Regions from separate parts of the Rattus norvegicus genome. Here region 1 is linked to region 2. Evidence: chromatin contacts called from public Hi-C data. All regions are on one chromosome and are shown on one strand. Each heading gives the region's core, a stretch centred on a gene start, on an enhancer-like site or on the middle of the called end of the contact. The rest is flanking DNA. Distances are from core to core; before and after follow the strand shown.

Evidence for each region. Hi-C and Micro-C count contacts between places; a contact is called where the count stands out from the background.
Region 1: a contact with region 2 is called in a Hi-C map of the A7r5 cell line, with 9 times the contacts expected there. The contact joins the promoter of Arl4c here to the enhancer-like site in region 2. A contact is called at or near these places in 9 of 12 Hi-C or Micro-C datasets (the A7r5 cell line, the Rat2 cell line, frontal cortex and 5 more) and 1 of 1 datasets of contacts at active chromatin or transcription factors (oligodendrocytes).

The regions. Positions count from the first base shown.
Region 1 is chr9:96,749,835-96,755,291 of GRCr8, reverse strand. It overlaps Arl4c (ADP ribosylation factor like GTPase 4C), which reads left to right and starts at 3,782. Exons shown (of 1, transcript NM_001306054.2): 1 at 3,782-5,457. The coding sequence starts at 3,782. The coding sequence ends at 4,360.
Region 2 is chr9:96,471,672-96,477,292 of GRCr8, reverse strand. Spp2 (secreted phosphoprotein 2) reads right to left here. Exons shown (of 8, transcript NM_053577.1): 8 at 2,840-2,946. Among named protein-coding and RNA genes, the nearest start is that of Spp2, 20 kb to the right of the region's middle. Within about 2 kb of position 4,187, at least 3 of the 93 cell types and tissues checked have an H3K27ac peak or open chromatin away from gene starts, as enhancers often do. A contact at or near this core is called in the A7r5 cell line and liver, where this site is marked.

The DNA of each region.
Region 1 (5,457 bases), core at 2,533-5,032, 280 kb before region 2:
TTGGCTCAGGGGGGGAAATACACCAGTGGAGCCACCGTCACTATGGAAGTGGTTGTGGGCCTTTTTTTTTTTAAAAAAAGACATATTCATGTCTACAGCATTGTGTCTGCATGTATGCCTGCAGGCCAGAAGAGGGCACCAGATCTCATTACAAATGGTTATAAACCACCATGTGGGTACTGGAAATTCAACTCAGGACCCCTGAAAGGGCAGCCTGTGCTCTTAAGCTCTGAGTCATCTCTCCCGTCCCCAGTGGCTATGTGCTCTTCAGCGCTGATTTCTTTCCTCATATCAAAGGCACTATTTATTGGGCACTGTGTGTGCTAGGCACACTGCCAAACACCTTTGCGATCCCATTTACTCTTCAGAAGTGCTCCACCCACGGGTTAGGTACGTTTCAGAGACTCCAGGTTGGTGGGGGGAGTGGCTACAGTCCTTCCTGTCTGTCAATAAGGCCCAGGATATCTACGTTAAGGAATGTTCATGAAAAAAGAGGCTCGTGGTGGGTCCGGAGTGTCTGGCAGGTGTGGCCAGAAATTAGTTGTTTGTTTTTCCTCCCCACGACTCCGGGACTTTTCGGTTGAAATCCACATTTGAAGGAAATTCCCACTCGCCTCAACCAAAAGACATTTTTATGTGTTAGGAGTTAAATTATCAGCTGTAAAATCAACTTATCACCCGGTGAGCAAAATTAGAATGTAGAGCCAGAGCTATTCAAAGATGGTGAGTGGCTGTGTAATGGCTCTCTTCTGGAAGGCTCTATTAGTGTCTATTAATCTGCCTTTTTTTTGGTACTGGACAACAGACAGCCTTAACTGCTGAGCGCCACCATGAGGAGCAAAATGCAAAGACAGCAAACACACCCGAGAGGCAGCTGGCAGTGATCAGAACAGTGTGGAGAAGGCAAGGTCTTACCAAAAGATCCTTCCAATTCATCTAAAGTGAAAGCAAGTCCCAGTTGGGGACAGAAGCAAGAGGCACCAAAGTATCTTATGCTGGGGTCATTTGTGAGAGCCTTACTGAGAAGCACCATGCTGGCCCATCCCTTCCAAAATGCCTGAGTCCTAGCCTACACGTTAGAGTCCCAAAGTAGCCAGTCATCAGCCTATGAGAGAGAGAGGACTGAGCAAGAAGGAACTCATTCCTGAAAGGGAGATTCTCTTTAGGAAATGCCTACAAGAGAGCTGAGAAAATTCCTCCCTAACACAAAATTCTGCCTTCCCAGTAACAGACATGACATGGGTTAAACTGGATTAATTGCCTTTTAAGTTTTCTTAAAAGTGCACTCGGTCTGTGTTTATGTGCATGCACAAACATGTACTTGTGGAGGTCAGAGGACAACTCTCAGGAATCTTTGTGCTCCTTCCACGTGTAGGACTGAGGGATGGAACTCAGGTAATCCGTGCTTGGCTGCAGACACCCACTGAACAATTGTCATTGTCCCTCATGTCACTTCTTTTTGCCCACCTGCCTTTTTGGGTTCCTGAACTATTCTGTAGGAATCACCACATTTTAGGCTGGAGCCACAGCAATCAAAGTGCTGGCAGCAGAGGAGGCAGGCCTAAGAAATGTGTGTTCTGAGCTTTTGTCCAAGTCACTGGATAAAGCTTTCCTTCCAGGTTCCAAACAAAAGGCTGTGAGGTCAGAGCAGTTAAAAGGATGGGCACAGAGGGAAACTGAACACGGGTAAAGATTTTGTCTAGTGCCTGCTTGTGAGCTCCAGGATCCAGCGATGCCAGAAGAGAAAGCCCTCATCCTAAACGTTTTCTGTGTAGTGTGACTTTATTAATGTATTTACCCTTTGCCAACTCAAGGTGAGATTAATTTGAGACAAATTTTTGTGCCCCTGTCAGAGGAGGGCATCCCAGAACCAATGCATCACTGATCTTAGGCCGGCTGTCTGCACTGAGGTCCCCCTTGGCAACTCCCAGCACAGAGACCTAAGTTTCCTCCTCTAGCAAGTAGACAGGTGATCTAAGTGGACCTTGCCAGCACTAACATCCCTCACCAGCGCCTGGGCTTGAGTCTAGCTGGTGGAAGCCTGGACTGGCTTTTGGAGTTGGGAGAGTTAAAAGATGGTATTGGATAGCTGTGATTTTTCTCTCAGGCTTTAGTACAAATGAAATGTATTATAACTTAGCATTGGAAAGGAAGGCTTGTGTGTGTGTGTGTGTGTGTGTGTGTGTGTGTGTGTGTGATTTTTAAATTAGCAAATTTTATTTTCTTTCCCTGGATTGTATCGGCAACCTTTTCTGACCCAGAAGCCTGACCTACACAAATGTAACCACTTGTGCTGCGGCTGGCCATCTCCAGTTCCCAGCATCATCAAATCTATGTCGCTCATAATCGCCCCTCCCACTTCCCACTACAGGCAGAGATAATGTGCATTTGCTATGCTTTAAAAGGCAGAAGAAAACCACTGAATGGAGTCACGAAATAGAGCCCAGAAAATATGTATTTGTGATTCATCACACCACCAGCTCCGAACTAGAGACAGAAGGTTCACAGTCAAGGGTGGTCTAGAGGCCCAGCTTTCCTGGAGCCTGGTCAGGTGATCTGGACCTCCCCCATCCCCTACCTCCACCCCATCGCTCCACGGTGGTCTTCTGGTAGACAGTTCTCAAGGTGGAATGACAAAGGGTGCCTTAAGACTAACCTCATCTGGGAGGTCAGCAGAGTTGGGGCGGGGCATAAAACAAGGCTCCAAAATGGGTGTCTGAGAAACAATTGTCTGGAGTTATCTAGGCAGGTGCTGGTAGGTACTCTCAGCTGAGCCTCCTGGGCACACCCTAGAGTTAGGGCAGGAAGGGAGCATACGCATCAAGGAGGACTAGGGACCAGGACACTAGGGCACCAAGGAGCGTGAGACCACGCGGTGGAAATGGATTGGGAGGAGTGGGCGGCAGGCTGCAGGCTGCAGGAGGTCAGCTCCTCTCCGCCGCCCTCCTGCCTGGGTGCCGCAGTCTCACCGCCCTATCCCTCTGCAGACGCTGCCCTTGCCGGGCCAGCTGCGGGCTAGGCCCCGGGCGGAGGTTCCGGAGCCCGGAGCTATTTTTAAAAGACGCGTCACCGGATTGGGGAGGAAGAGTCCCGGTCCAGGCCCACAGTCTGCGCACGGCCGGCGGGAAGGGTCGTAAGGGCGAGTTTCGAACGACAGGAGCGCGCGAAAAGACGCAACCGACCGAGAAGACCCCGCCTGACCCCGGGAGACCGCGGGGCGTGCCAGGCAAGGGGCGTGGCTGGTGGGCGGGACTAGAGGGGCGGGGCCGGCGCTCTCGGGCCGCAGCAAGCTGGTGGCGGTGGCGGTAGCAGCAGCGCGAGTACTGCAGGGACAGCAAAGGCAGCTACGCTAACCGGTACGCCGGGGAAGCCCGCGCCCCGCCTGCTCCTCCACGGCGCTCCCGGGTAGCCGCAGCTAGAGCAGCTCCGAGGTGCGCGGAGACCAGAGGTTGCTGCAGAGCCGCGGCGCGGGAGAGCCGCAGATCGAGCGGGGCTAGAGCGCAGGGCGCAGACATCCTACACCGCGGCGTCTGTCCGTGGCGGCTGCGCGGGAGACAAAGCCTCCGGAGAAAGATGCCCGTGGAGCACGCACCAGGCGGGCCAGGGAGCGGGCCCCTCCGAGTCTAAGCGCGCCTAGCCGAGCGCCCAGGGAACGCCGAGGCCCCACCGGGTCCAGCAACGGGCGGGGCCCAGGTGCGCCGGGCCGCAGCGGGCCTGTGACTGCTCGGGGGGCGGCGCCCTCCCGCCGCAGCCGCAGTGGCCGGCGCCGCAGCCAGAAGCCATGGGCAACATCTCCTCCAACATCTCGGCCTTCCAGTCTCTGCACATCGTTATGCTGGGCTTGGACTCGGCCGGCAAGACCACGGTGCTCTACCGGCTCAAGTTCAACGAGTTCGTGAACACGGTGCCCACCATCGGCTTTAACACCGAGAAGATCAAACTGAGCAACGGCACTGCCAAGGGCATCAGCTGCCACTTCTGGGACGTGGGCGGCCAGGAGAAGCTACGGCCGTTGTGGAAGTCCTACAGCCGCTGCACGGACGGCATCATCTACGTGGTGGATTCGGTGGACGTGGATCGGCTGGAGGAGGCCAAAACGGAGCTGCACAAGGTGACCAAGTTTGCCGAGAACCAGGGCACACCGCTGCTGGTCATCGCCAACAAGCAGGACCTGCCCAAGTCTCTGCCGGTGGCCGAGATTGAGAAGCAACTGGCGCTACACGAGCTCATCCCGGCCACCACCTACCATGTCCAGCCGGCGTGCGCCATCATCGGCGAGGGCCTCACCGAGGGTATGGACAAGCTCTATGAGATGATCCTGAAACGCAGGAAGTCTCTCAAGCAGAAGAAGAAACGGTAATGCTCTCAAGCAGCGATCTGGAGCGAGGCTGAGCGAGCGAGCCAGTGAGTGAATGAATGGACGTCTGGGTTGAGCGAGAACCCGCGAACAAAGACAACGAACCAAAGCGATGATTCGAATTTTTAAAACACGATCTCTGTATCCAAATACAGGACTTGGAGACTTAGCCCGGGTGTGGAGGCTGCATAACCACCCATCTCGTCACCTGCCCCACCCCCCACCCCAGCTCAGAGGACCTTTTGTCTAAATGCTTGAGCTACGGGTGGGGTGGGTAGGGGGACTGGTGGGGAGTGGACGCGAGGGTCCCGTGGTGTGCCCTCTGGCCCCAGGTGGCAAGCTTGGATGTCAGAGAGACAAAAGCGATTTCTTCTTGCTCCAGCAGGGCCAGAAGTTCAGGCTGCCCAGCCCCCACTGCGGGGGGGAATCACGTGTGAGTTACCTGAGGTATGCAGTTCACACAGAACCCTGGGGATACCCGGGAGGGAACGGATTGGCACTGGGGTGTACTGATGGGGGGTGGGGATGACCGCTCCTTTCATTCTGGAGCTGTGGGAACTGAGTAATTTTATGTCACAGGGCAGGTCCCTGTTGCAATTTCATTTGTCCTGCTCTGGGCCCAAAGGAGGTGGTGGTTTGGGGCCAGCCAGAGGACTGTCTCGGACCGTGCGGCAGCTGGAGGGCCCAGGATGCTGTGCTTCTGGACTTGGCTGGGAATGGCCTGGAAGACGCCACTTTTCAGGGGTGGGTGTGTGTGGTTTTGTTGAGAACTGCTTTTCAGCCTGGGATGAGACCTCTTCCAGATGGCCCAGTCCATGTGTAGGTCATTCTCCCATAAAGAGACCAATAAAACAAAGAACAGAAAACCATTGGAGGTGGTGGCAGTACAGGTGTTTAAAGGGTGAGGTTCTCGACATTAATGCTGTGCGTGCGTGTGCGTGTGTGTGTGTGCACTTGGTACTGTATAATCTGCATAAGAACTGGACCCTCTGGATGGAATTTCAAAATCTCTCAGCCAACTGATTGGTTTGGAGGACCACACCAGCTACAGATGTGTGCTGAATTGCAAAATGGTCTTCTTAACAAGGGGGAGGGGGAGT
Region 2 (5,621 bases), core at 2,938-5,437:
TGGGCCCACAGTATGCGAGTTTACTGAGGCAAAGGGAGTGACTGGATTCCACTGTAAAGGCAGAAGAGAGTTTATGATTTATGCACGTTGGTTAAACATTCTAAATGAAGCAGGAACATGCCTGTAAAATCAGACTACCTTCTAAAACTTATCCTCATGGTGGTGGTTTGAATATGCTTGGCCTAAGGAGTGGCACTGTTTGGAGGTGTGGCCTTGTCGGAGTAGCTGTGGCCTTTTTGGAGGAAGCATGTCACCGTGGGTGTGGGTTTTAAGACCCTCGACCTAGCTGCCTGGAAGCCAGTGTTCTCCTGTTGCCTACGGAACAAGATGCAGAACTCTCAGCTCCTCCTGTGCCACACCTGCCTGGATGCTGCCACGCTCCTGTCTTGATGATAATGGACTGAACCTCTGAACCTGTAAGCCAGCCCCAATTAGATGTTGTCCTTTATAAAAGTTGCCTTGGCCATGGTGTCTGTTCACAGCAATAAAACCCTAACTAAGACACTCATAAGACACGGGTAAATATAGCTCTCTCTTCATCAAAAAAGCTTCTTATTGTAGCAAATGGAGACCATCACAGAAAGCTATAAATGATCAAAATGCCAAGACTGCAGGGTGCCCAACCCCTATTGATATATCTACCAATAGGAGGACTGGCATATCTACCCAAGCCCTGCACCCAAGGCTCAGGAAGCTTTGATGAGGAGAGGTGGGACAATTTTAAGAGCCCAAGATGTCTGCTGTGAGATAGTGTTTTTAATATGTCATGGAGAAGCTGTGCCCAGGAAATTTTAATAATGTAGTTGTCTAAACAAGACCTGCACAGTGACATCAGTTGACACGCCAATGTGGATGGAGAAACCTCATGGGGCACCCTACGGATGAAGATCTATAGGCAATTAATTAATGGTTAGAGAGAATCAGACTTCTCCAGGGATGAGGCTGCTATTAGGTTATCCAGTACCAACTGGTCTAAACACATACCCATGGGAGCAGCACTAAATTGCTCATATGACAATAATAATTAAAGACGAAGAGGTTGTGAACTTGAGATGGTAGGGAGGTCATGGGAACAGTTGAAGGGAAGAAGGGGGGTAGGAAATAATGTGAAGACAATGTTAATAAAGGAAATTTTCCCCAAATTTTTCTTTAAATTAAAAAATGGGTAAGACCAGTCTTCCTCATTGGGAAGACAATGAAACCTAAAATACAAACAACAAAACAAAACAAAATGAAAATATGAACGTCCAAGGGGGTGAGAATTCTCTTTCCAGAAGGGAATTCTTTTTGGTTGGTCCCAGGCTTCAGCCTTTTCTCTTCCTCAGTGTGGGAATCCTGGGAGAAACTCCAGTTCCTTAAAGGGCCCCCATTCCAGTTTGTTAGCCAAAGGTTGAGACGCACGTGTATCACTAGATTAGCTTCATCGCTTCCAGACCAGCGCCATTCCCAACACCTTGTCTTAATCCTTCCGTCTTTAGTACAGTGCGTCTGTGTCTGGAACAAATACCGCGACAGAATACAGATTGGGGCCAAGTCCAAAGCACATTTCGTCTGTGCCAGGTACCTGCACATAAGAACCACTTCTTCAGAACACCTTGACTTTTAACTCTTTTAACTGTTTTCAGATGGCTGGCACAAGCAACTCCATCTTTGAGACTAGGTCTCACCACAAAGCCAAGCTGGTCTCAAACTTTTAATTCTCCTGTTTCAGCTTCTTAAGGGTCACCCAAGCACTGCTGTGCCAATATGCTAAACTCTTAGAACGAATGCCATTTCATGGTTTTACACACACACACACACACAAACACACACACACACACACACACAAACTCATGCCTGTGTGCACACACTGCACACACACAGACACAAATGACTCACAAATGGTGTCCTCCACAAAACAGGTGGATTTGGGGATGAGCCCTATTCGCTTGCGGGGTGGGGGGGTGTTTTTGACAATGCCTACTTTGAAGGATATTTCATTCTGTAGCTGATTTATTAGACCAAGTAATCCAAAGGAAAGCAGTAGTGTGGGGTACTCCTCTAGGGACAGTGGTTGATTGCAATGTATCTTTCTCTTTAGCCACTGGACCAATATTTTTATTAGTAAAAACCATGTGTATGCAGAAGGCAGAGGAAGACATCAACTGTCCGGTTTCCTCACTCCCTGCTTTATTTCCTTGAGGCAGCGTCTCTCACTGAACCGGAAGCTTTACAGGCATGTGTGGCCGTGGTTTTTCTTTAGTAGATGGGATCTAGAGATTCAAACTCAGGTTCCCATGGGCATTGATCAATCTTACCCACTGAGCCATCTCCCCAGTCCACTGAACTTTATTCCTAGGGTGGTTCTATGTGTACAGAAACACAGAACACAAAGTACAAAGTAACCTGTTCTCCCACCAAAGGTCTTTCTCTGTTGTTAGCAGCTTGCACTATTATGTCAGCTTTTGCTCCACTTGATGACCCAGGGCTGCTGTGTGGTCAGTTACATCCCACTGCATGGGTGTGTGTGGTCTCATCCATTCTCTACAGTTTAAGGAACAAATGGTGTTATGTATCACCTTGTCTCTATCATATGGGATAGTGTTCCTGCCCTAAAAGGTACCATGATGACTTAAAAAGAAAGATAACAGGCTGCTTGAGCCTGCTTGCTTTTAACAGGACATTAATATCTGTTGTACATTAGCTGAAAACACTTGAAACATAGTTATTCTGTGAGCCTCCATCCCATCCTCCTCCTCATGACATCAGTTTCTCATCTGAAACTGGATACTTAGTGATGCTCTAATCTGAAATTGGATACTTAGTGATGCTGTATTCCAAACCAGACAATACGAGAGCGTACAGGAAGGGGAAGATCTTTATTGCAAAGTGGAGCTTATCAAAGGAAAAAGACACAATTCTCCATGTCCTTCATTTCAGCTTCTGCTTCTCTTTCTTTCATGGAATCTATTCAAGAGAGAAGGAGGGGCAGGTTAGATCACCATGGTATGCGTCAGCACCCTGGGAAGGACAGTCAGGTTAGATTACCACAGTGTGCACTAGCATCCCAGTGTTGGATGGGATCCCAGCTCAGCCTGGGATTCCAATGAACTGCTCAGAAAGTGATCTAAATCCTACAGGAGATTTGAACAGCTACACATAGCAGTCTGCTTTGGACCAAAGACAGGATGAGAGACACCACAGGAAGATGAGGTAGCCTGGTCAGGGGACAGAGACACAGCCTCAGAAAGGGATCTCATGTCTCATAACAGGAAAGACCAGAGAAACCCCTTGCAGAGGCTGTGGCCAGGCATCAGTCTGTGAATGAGAGACAGAGGGGCCAGTCAAAGCTGTGGCTGGCCAGGGGCTGTGACAATCTGAGGAGATAGGGCTAGAGAGCAAATTTTCACAAAACTATCTATTCATCCATCCATCAGTTAATCTGTGCAGCAAGCAAGACTATGCGTGGAACCTTTACTGAGGGCTGTAGAGATGAAAAAGACACAATATTGACGTCCCCCAATATTTAAAGTCATGAACCAGAGGAGAAGATGGATGTCACCATAGTACAGCACTGTAAACGAGCTTCCAGATGGCTGACTCCAGAGACATGAGGAAATCAGCTTCTGAAGAGGGCAATGAGTGGGGTACACTGAGGTGAGCTAGGCAGGACCTTTGGATGAAGGTGAGACCCAGGGTCTAGTGAGGATTACGCACCGTGTGAGACACTGATGTGAGGCAGGAGGCAGAGGAAAACAGGATGTCGATAAAGTGGTGCAGACAGGGACCACACTAGTTGTGGCACTGCCCAGCCATAGCCCTATGGAGCTCAGACTGCATCCTTGAACTTAGCAGGGCTCTCAGGAATTTTTGTTAAGGGGAAGCCATGACTGAGCCTTCAAGGGCAACAAGAAAAACTGTCAGAAAGATTTGGGACACACTTGGCTAGAAAGGAAGAGGAGTCGAGAACATGGAGAGGGGCAGGACTGCAGAGTACTGCAGAGGAAGAGCTGCTTCACTCACCACACTTTGCATGAGGAAGGGAGGAGGCCTGAACTGATGTTTATGGCATGATAGTCACAGCCACGAGGGAGACACTGGGTCTCTAAGGAAGGACTTCGGTTTAAGCCTGGAGTGGAATAGTCAGTGGATGTGGGTGGCAAGCTGTTGTTTACTAAGCTGAGAGTTCAACCTGGAGGGATGGATCGGGTCAACCCCAGGCAAGCACATCAAAGCAGAGTCACTGTTGCAAGTCACTGTACCTGCTAGAGCAATTGGTAAGAGGTGCAGAGCAGCAGGAATGAGAGCCAAGGGAATGGGGAGTGGAGAGTGGTCAGGTTCTAGCTCTGGGGCCCCAGTGGGGTTTCCCCCCTCTCTTTTTGTGGAATCTGGCTCCTTCTGTGGGTGAGCAGGTTCTGGAGATCATAATAAGAAATTCTCACTAGCGAGTCTGAAACCTGAACAATGAAATCACTCCCCAGAGGCCAAGGTGCCTCAGGTGTTAGGGAACAGTGCCCCCACCTGGTTGGTGGTGGAAAGCGCGTAGCTCACACTTGCAGATTGGCAGCTACTTGGCAAGAACACATACAGTGCCACTCAGAACAGGACAAATGTATCTCAAACACTGAAGTTTCATGGAGAGATGTATTACAAGAAGAAAACATAGGTATAGGAAGCAGACATGAGAAATAAACCTCAATCCCAACACCACCTCTATGAGTAGGGTCTCTCTGAGCTCCTTGCCTCCTTCTCTAAGAAACAGATGATATGGCATGATATATGACATGATATGGTATGATATGATAAAGTATGGTATGATATGATATGGTATGATATGGTATGATAAGGTATAATATGATATGGTATGATAAGGTATAATATGATATGACATGGTATGGTATGATATGATAAGATAGGATATGATATGGTATGATATGGTAGATATGATATGGTAGGGTATGATATTGTATGGTATGATATGATATGGTATGATAAGGTATGATATGATATTTATGGTATGATATGGTAGGGTTGATATGATAGGGTATGATATGATATGATATGTATGGTATGGTATGATGTGGTATGATATGGTAGGGTATGATATGGTAGGGTTGATATGATAACGTATAGTATGATATGATATGATATGGTAATGATATGTATGGTATGATATGGTAGGGTATGTTATGGTATGATAAGGTATGATATGATATGTATGGTATGATATGGCATGGTATGATATGGTATGTTATGGTACGGTTGATATGATAAGGTATGGTATGATATTATAAGATATAATTGACATAAGGCAATAAACATACTTGGGAGTCATGGTCTCCCTGGGTGCAGAGAGGACATTTGATCAACAATGACTGAAGGATTATGTGGAAAAATCATGGCACTGATGTTTTTGTCATTGGCTTATGGACCAAACCCACCATCAGACCTGCCTCTGACACTGCTAACAATCCCAACACCAGTCACGGGGCTTCATAAAGGAAAATGCCCCACCTCAGATCGTTCCGGCCACTCCACAGCTGCCAAGACGAACTGCCCTAGCTACAAAGATTAAGAAAGTGAAGGATCTCGAGAAAACTCTTTCTAACATGGGAATCGGGCCCTGGTTTCCCAAACTATGT